2 separate regions of the Mus musculus genome follow, and region 1 is linked to region 2. Evidence: chromatin contacts called from public Hi-C data. All regions are on one chromosome and are shown on one strand. Each heading gives the region's core, a stretch centred on a gene start, on an enhancer-like site or on the middle of the called end of the contact. The rest is flanking DNA. Distances are from core to core; before and after follow the strand shown.

The links. A called contact is a pair of places that touch in the nucleus more often than the background predicts.
Region 1: a contact with region 2 is called in a Hi-C map of ventral hippocampal neurons, with 1.8 times the contacts expected there. The contact joins two enhancer-like sites. A contact is called at or near these places in 1 of 39 promoter capture datasets (hippocampal neurons) and 3 of 484 Hi-C or Micro-C datasets (cerebral cortex and ventral hippocampal neurons).

The regions. Positions count from the first base shown.
Region 1 is chrX:158,850,778-158,854,311 of GRCm38.p6, reverse strand. No RefSeq gene overlaps it. Among named protein-coding and RNA genes, the nearest start is that of Rps6ka3, 400 kb to the left of the region's middle. Within about 2 kb of position 1,816, at least 11 of the 459 cell types and tissues checked have an H3K27ac peak or open chromatin away from gene starts, as enhancers often do. A contact at or near this core is called in ventral hippocampal neurons, where this site is marked.
Region 2 is chrX:158,542,596-158,545,755 of GRCm38.p6, reverse strand. No RefSeq gene overlaps it. Among named protein-coding and RNA genes, the nearest start is that of Cnksr2, 500 kb to the right of the region's middle. Within about 2 kb of position 1,460, at least 7 of the 459 cell types and tissues checked have an H3K27ac peak or open chromatin away from gene starts, as enhancers often do. A contact at or near this core is called in ventral hippocampal neurons, where this site is marked.

The DNA of each region.
Region 1 (3,534 bases), core at 567-3,066, 310 kb before region 2:
GTTCCCTTTAGCTCCTTGGTTACTTTCTCTAGCTTCTCCATTGGGGGCCCTGTAATCCATCCAATAGCTGACTCTGAGCATCCAGTCAGTGTATGCAATGGTACACAGCATTGCTAGTGTATGCAATGGTGTCAGCGTTTGGAGGCTGATTATGGGATGGAACTCCGGGTATGGCAGTCTCTAGATGGTCCATCCTTTCATCTCAGCTCCAAACTTTGTCTCTGTAACTCCTTCAATAGGTGTTTTGTTCCCAATTCTAAGAAGGGGCAAAGTGTTCATTCACACTTTGGTCTTCGTTCTTCTTCAGTTTCATGTGCTTTGCAAATTGTATCTTATATCTTGGGTATTCTAGGTTTCTGGGCTAATATCCACTTATCAGTGAGTACATATCATGTGAGTTCTTTTGTGATTGTGTTACCTCAATCAGGATGATGCCCTCCAGGTTCATCCATTTGCCTAGGAATTTCATAAATTCATTCTTTTTAATAGCTAAGTAGTACTCCATTGTGTAAATGTACCACATTTTCTGTATCTATTCCTCTGTTGAGGGGCATCTGGGTTCTTTTCAGCTTCTGGCTATTATAAGTAAGGCTGCTATGAACATAGTGGAGCATGTGTCCTTCTTACTGGTTGGAACATCTTCTGGATATATGCCCAGGAGAAATATTGCGGGATCCTCCAGTAGTACCATGTCCAATTTTCTGAGGAACTGCCAGACTAATTTCCAGAGTGGTTGTACAAGCTTGCAATCCCACCAACAATGGAGGAGTGTTCCTCTTTCTCCACATCCTCCCTGCATCTGCTGTCACCTGAATTTTAGATCTTAGCCATTCTGACTGGTGTGATGTGGAATTGAAGTAGTTCTTAAGAAGTTCCTTTTAATTCTTTGATGATTTCATAATACATATGTACATAGTAAAATAAAACATGTTCATAGTCACCTGCCATTTCATCCCTCCCACTTCCCCTAGACCTGCCCTCCTCATGTCTACCTCCAAGCTTCATGTAATATTATTATTATTCTTTTCATTGTTATTAAATTCAGTTAATTTAGTGCTGTCCATATGTGCATGGGTGGGGAACATTTCATAGGAGCATCAGCAACTGCCAGTGGCTACACTTTCAAAGAAGGATCTTTCTCCCCTTGCAGCTATCAAGTGCTAGTAGTTCCTTAGTTAGAAGTAGGGCTTCATGAGTCCCACTGCTGAGATGGTATTTGCTTGCATCCTCAATGTTGAATTCCTTAAAGCTCCTCCTCAGAGAGCTATTGTATGGATGAAATGGTAGACTAGAAAATCTCTGCAAATCTGAAAGTGTGGAACAAGTGTTTTGAAAGATGGCAATTTTCAACCCTTCAAAGCTTTTAAATGAAATTTGCAACTTTCTGTGAATTTTTTGTCTTCCCTCCAAATTGAAAATAAGCTTGTCAAAAGTGAGGCATGCATTATTTGATCTGTAAATCTCTAATCTACAATGTTCATCATGAAAACCCTAAATTCCTTTCCTTAGCTGGTAGTTTTCTGCAAAGTACTATCCATATATCACATATGGGATATGACTGTTGGCTTCAAGAAAAGAAATCTGCTTCAGGCATGTTGCTAAGTGGAAAAATACACTTTAAAAGCATATACTTGGTTCTCTGAACAAAACTATCTTGGGTTTTAAGCACTGGTCTTCAACAAAACTGACAGGCAAGGAATGATTATTGAGCTGTTGGTCTGCTCTGTGCATCTGGACACACAGTGTTGAGTAAGCTGTCAATCCTCCCATCTCTCCAGGCTATTTTAGGGATGCTCATGGTGAGGTCATGCATATCCATTTCTGTAGTGTTCTCCCACTCTGCCCACTCACCATGTGTTCTGCTGCTGTGATATTTTTGCTCACTCTCATAGTACTCTCTCCCTCTTACCTTAATTCCCTCCCCCAGAGAAGAAAGTTAATTCTTCAAGTCCACTCCCCCTAAACTGAGAATGTGAGTGAGATTTGGAAGGACTGCTCACCCTGCTATTTTCCTTTCTTATCCGCTTCAGGTTCGTGTTGAAATGACTCAAGAGTAAACAGCTTGATATTCTTTAAAAACAATGCTTCAATGGAAGAAAAAAAATAGATCAATGGTAAAAGAATGACATTTGTTTCTCTATGACTTGTTTCTGCTGTTTCCCAACTTTCACATTTAATTCTACTGTCTTTCATGCAGTTTCAGGTCTGCAGAAAGATGTTTCTAAAGGAAAAGAAAATGACCAAGTCATACATTTAATAACAGTACAAGGCAGAACCTAAATACAAATATCTTTGCACTGGATTTAAATAATCTCTTTGTTGTCAGTGCAGCACCATGGGCATAGAAATGGCTTCCAGTCTCATCTCTCTCGTCTCCTGTGAATTAGCAAAACCACAACCCAGCTTTAAGGAATAGTTTTATTTTTAAGTCTTTGGCTCAGCTGTCCTTAAGTGATTTTATGTTATGTCTTATCCCGGTACTATTGCCTCTTTGACTCTATCTTTTGACAAATATACATAGCTAGACTTGTCGCTCAGTTGGAAGAATGCATTTGTGGTTTGCAAGAAGCCCCCAGCACTGCCTAAAACCAGATGCCCTGGCACAGGTTTGTAATTTGAATACCTGGGAGGTGGAGGTGGGAGAATCAAAGCAAGTTCAAGACCAACATAGGATACATGAGGCTTTACCTCATGAAATGTTTTATTTTGTTTTTTAATACTTACCCTCAACTCTAGATAGTTTCAGATGGTCTGAATCCAACTCTATTCTTTCACTTAAAGGTTGTTTAAAAATGATTACTACTCATGGGAAGTTACAAGAATGAGACAAATGTTCTGTGAACTCTTTAGCTTATCTAGCTAACAAAGGACACCCAGTAAATCTGGACATTTGGATAACTAATGGATACTTTTCAGTATAAGTATATCTAATCCGAAGCCTGAGACATAGCTATAATTATCACGTCATAAAGTAACCTGGAAGAATTCCTGCCTGTTCAGTGTAGAGAACAACTAGATACATACTTATATTCCTTTGTGCCCTTTTACTTTAAATATTTTCAGAACTGTTATTATATTTAATTCTGTTTTATGGAATATTTACATGTTTCAAATGTGAAGGTTACACCATTATAATTCCAGTGCTTATGATCTTTGAACAAACTGAGATTAGTTCATTTTAATTTTTTTTTCAAAAGATGTGATACTTTCCCCTAGGTACCACTCTTTTGTGGTTACTGCATAAAACAATTTTCTGCAACAGCATCATTTCAGAAAGATAGCCTTCACAACAGTATGGCTGTCTTTTACGTTGCTTTAAAACAAGCCACCTCATGTTTAACCTAGAGAAAAGCAGGATTCATGCTAATTAGCGTTCCAGTTCCTTTCATTTTGTACAGCACTAAAAATATTTCACAAAGTCCTTGAATGGAAAATCAACAGGGAGATTTGCAAATGTGATCCTAATTAAGGTGTTTGTGTTTTATTTTTAACAACACTGTATATAGGTTTTATGATTTGGAATTGGGAAAATAA
Region 2 (3,160 bases), core at 211-2,710:
AAGTACCATCCAGAGACTGCCCCACTACGGGATCCATCCCATATACAACCACCAAATGCAGACACCATTGCATATGCCAGAAAGATTTTGCTGAAAGGACCCTGATATAGCTGTCTCTTGTGAGGCTATTCCAGTGCCTGGCAAATACAGAAGTGGATGCTTACAGTCATCTATTGGCTGGAACACAGGGCCCCTAAAGAAGGACCTAGAGAAAGTACCCAAGGAGCTGAAGGGGTCTGCAACCCTATAGGAGGAACAACAATATGAACTAACCAGTACCCCCAGAGCGTGACTCTAGCTGCATATGTAGCAGAAGATGGCTTAGTGGGCCATCATTGGGAAGAGAGGCCCCTTGGTATTGTAAACTTTATATGCCCCAGTACAGGGGAACGCCAGGGCCAAGAAGTGGGAGTGGGAGGGTAGGGGAGCAAGGTGTGGGGAGGGCATAGGGGACTTTCAGGATAGCATTTGAAATGTAAAGGAAGAAAATATCTAATAAAAAATTGAAAAAAGAAGGAAGGAAGGAAGGAAGGAAGGAAGGAAGGAAGGAAGGAAGGAAGGGAAAAGAAAAGAAAAGAAAAGAAAAGAAAAGAAAAGAAAAGAAAAGAAAAGAAAAGAAAAAAAAAGAAAAAAAAGAAGCTGCCATGGAACTATGTTGTACTTTCTTTCTTTTGATTGAATGTATTAAATATTGAAAATATAATCTGAAACATAGGGTCTAGTACTGGATCTCTGTTATATATGCTCACTATAAATGAATTAAAAATTCTCAGCAACTTAAATGTATTAAAGCAAACTGAATCAGATACTTTGTTAGAAGAGAAACCCTGAATTGGAGTGTCCAATTTCTTCTGTTCCTTTGTCTTTTCTTTCTTCAAAAATTGAGATAGGGTCTCTCTATAGCTTAAACTGATCTTGAACTTGTGATTCTCCTACCTCATCTTCCTGAAAGCTGAGATTATAGATGTCTAAAACCATGCACAGCTCAATTAAAGCCTCTTAAACCTTTCAAACCACCAGAATTTTAAGAGCTTTCTATAATCAGAGAAGGCCATTTCTCTTGTTACAATTTATACTTTTAAACAAAGCGAGGAGCTTGTTATTTCTTCCTTTAAAGTTAGGAAAGTCTCTCTCTCTCTCTCTCTCTCTCTCTCTCCCTTCCCCCTCTATCCTTTTCCCTCTCTCTCCCTTTACCTTTCTCTCTCCCCTTCCCTCCCTCTTTCCCTCCCTCCTTCCCTCCTTCCCTCCCTCTCTCCCTCCCTCCCTCCCCTTCTCGAGCCCTCCCTCCCCCCTCTCTTACCTTTTCTACTTGCTTCCTACCCACTCTATTTCCCCAACAATTTAAATATTTCCATGATCCCCAGAAAGCACAAAGAGTGGACACCCAGCCCTACTTCCCTCACATGACTCATCCTAAAAGCTGTTTGCCAAATGAATCTTTGCTTTTTGTTTCAGACTTCGTGCAGGGGCATCCAGAGCCCTGCACAACAATGCCTGTTCTAGCTCTACACCCACTCCGTCCCGCCTAGCATCCTACTCTCTATTCAAAACCAAGCCAGAAGGAAAACAAGGGATTTGTCCCCAACAGTTTGCAAACCAGTCATGCTTTTGCAACATATGTAGGGCTAGCATTCAGCAATCTGGAACTCATGAAGCCAGTTCCTTAGTCTTTCAGCAAATATGCTTGCAACCTTTAAGGACGTTTGGGATTTGCAGCTTCTGGAATACATAGACTAATGATGGGATAGGTCTTTCACAGTGCTTATAAATGAAGAATTAGACAATGTTCATGTTTCTAGGCAGTAGATTGTAGCCCCATTTAGAGATATTTTATAGACATCCCCCATCCAAGCTTTCCCAAGGAAGCTCAATTTGGCTTTGTTTTGAGCAGAATTGTGTAATGCCTGCTTAACAATGGAAGTTGAAATACAGTGAGGGTTTGAGACAAAGCATTATATCTAGATTTGCCTATTGTCCAGTGGGACACTTGCTAGAAAAAAGTACTCTGATAAGTAAACTCCATAGCTGTAAGGTGGCTAAGAGCCAGCAGTTGGTATTCCCTGCCTGATATGATAACCATGGAGGAAAAGGGAGCTAGCAGACATCTGAGATGTAGCAAAGAGGAATCCAGGACGAACAACCTTCTGAAATTCAGGCAGGACTGCAGTTACCATTGGCTCAAACTCTAGGCATATAGCAAGACCCTTGGTCTGCTCAATTTTTTATTTGCTTTGGACAGTTGGAAGGCTGTCATGCACAGTTGAAATATTTTGCATTTGGACCTCAAGAGGACCTGCACTTCTGTTTCGGACCCCTTGGACTATTGTTGCCACTAAAACTAGCTCAACTTAGCCTCCTGAAAGAAGGCAAGTTTATGTCTCACTAGCCCCACACATCTAGAGCCAGAAAACCTACTGGAGAATAAACACATAGCTGACTGAAAGTTGACTGTAGCCAAGGACATCTAGAAATTCTCTTGTCAACTCTAATTATGAGATAAAGTTCAATGTATTGTTTTAAGCTATTGAGGTACCATGAAAATTTACTTACCTCATGCCTGACACAGTAAAAGCCCAGTGATGACCAATGCTAATATAAAAAATATTGACATATTACATGAGACCTGGAGTCAAATGAGACTGATAGGTGTATGTTGTCCGGTTTTAACATGTTAGACAGTGCTGGTTATACAGTGTTTTGGGTCTTTTTATATCTCTAGAAAGATTTATTTATTTTTAATTTTTACATTTGAATGTTTTGTCTGTGTGTACATATGTGCATGCCTTGTGTGCCTGGTGTCCATGGATGCTAGAAGAGGGTGAAATATCACCTTGAACTGGGGTATTGAATGGCGATGAGCCATCATGTGGATTCTGTGAACTGAACACAGGCCCATGGGACAAGCAGGAAGTATTCTCTTCCTCCAAACCATCTCTCCAAGCCCCTGTGCAGGTTAAAAAAAGTTATCTAGCACCATTTGAAATGTAGAGATTTTTCATAGGACCAACAAACCAGGTTTCCTTGCCTGGGCAATAGTTAAAAGATTTGAGGAATTTCTGGTCAATTAAAATGGGGAAGGTGCTCCCAAATGCCCCAGGTTCTGCTCCTCCCTATAGTTTATAAGACGGAATTATTCACTCAACAAATATTGTCAATTACT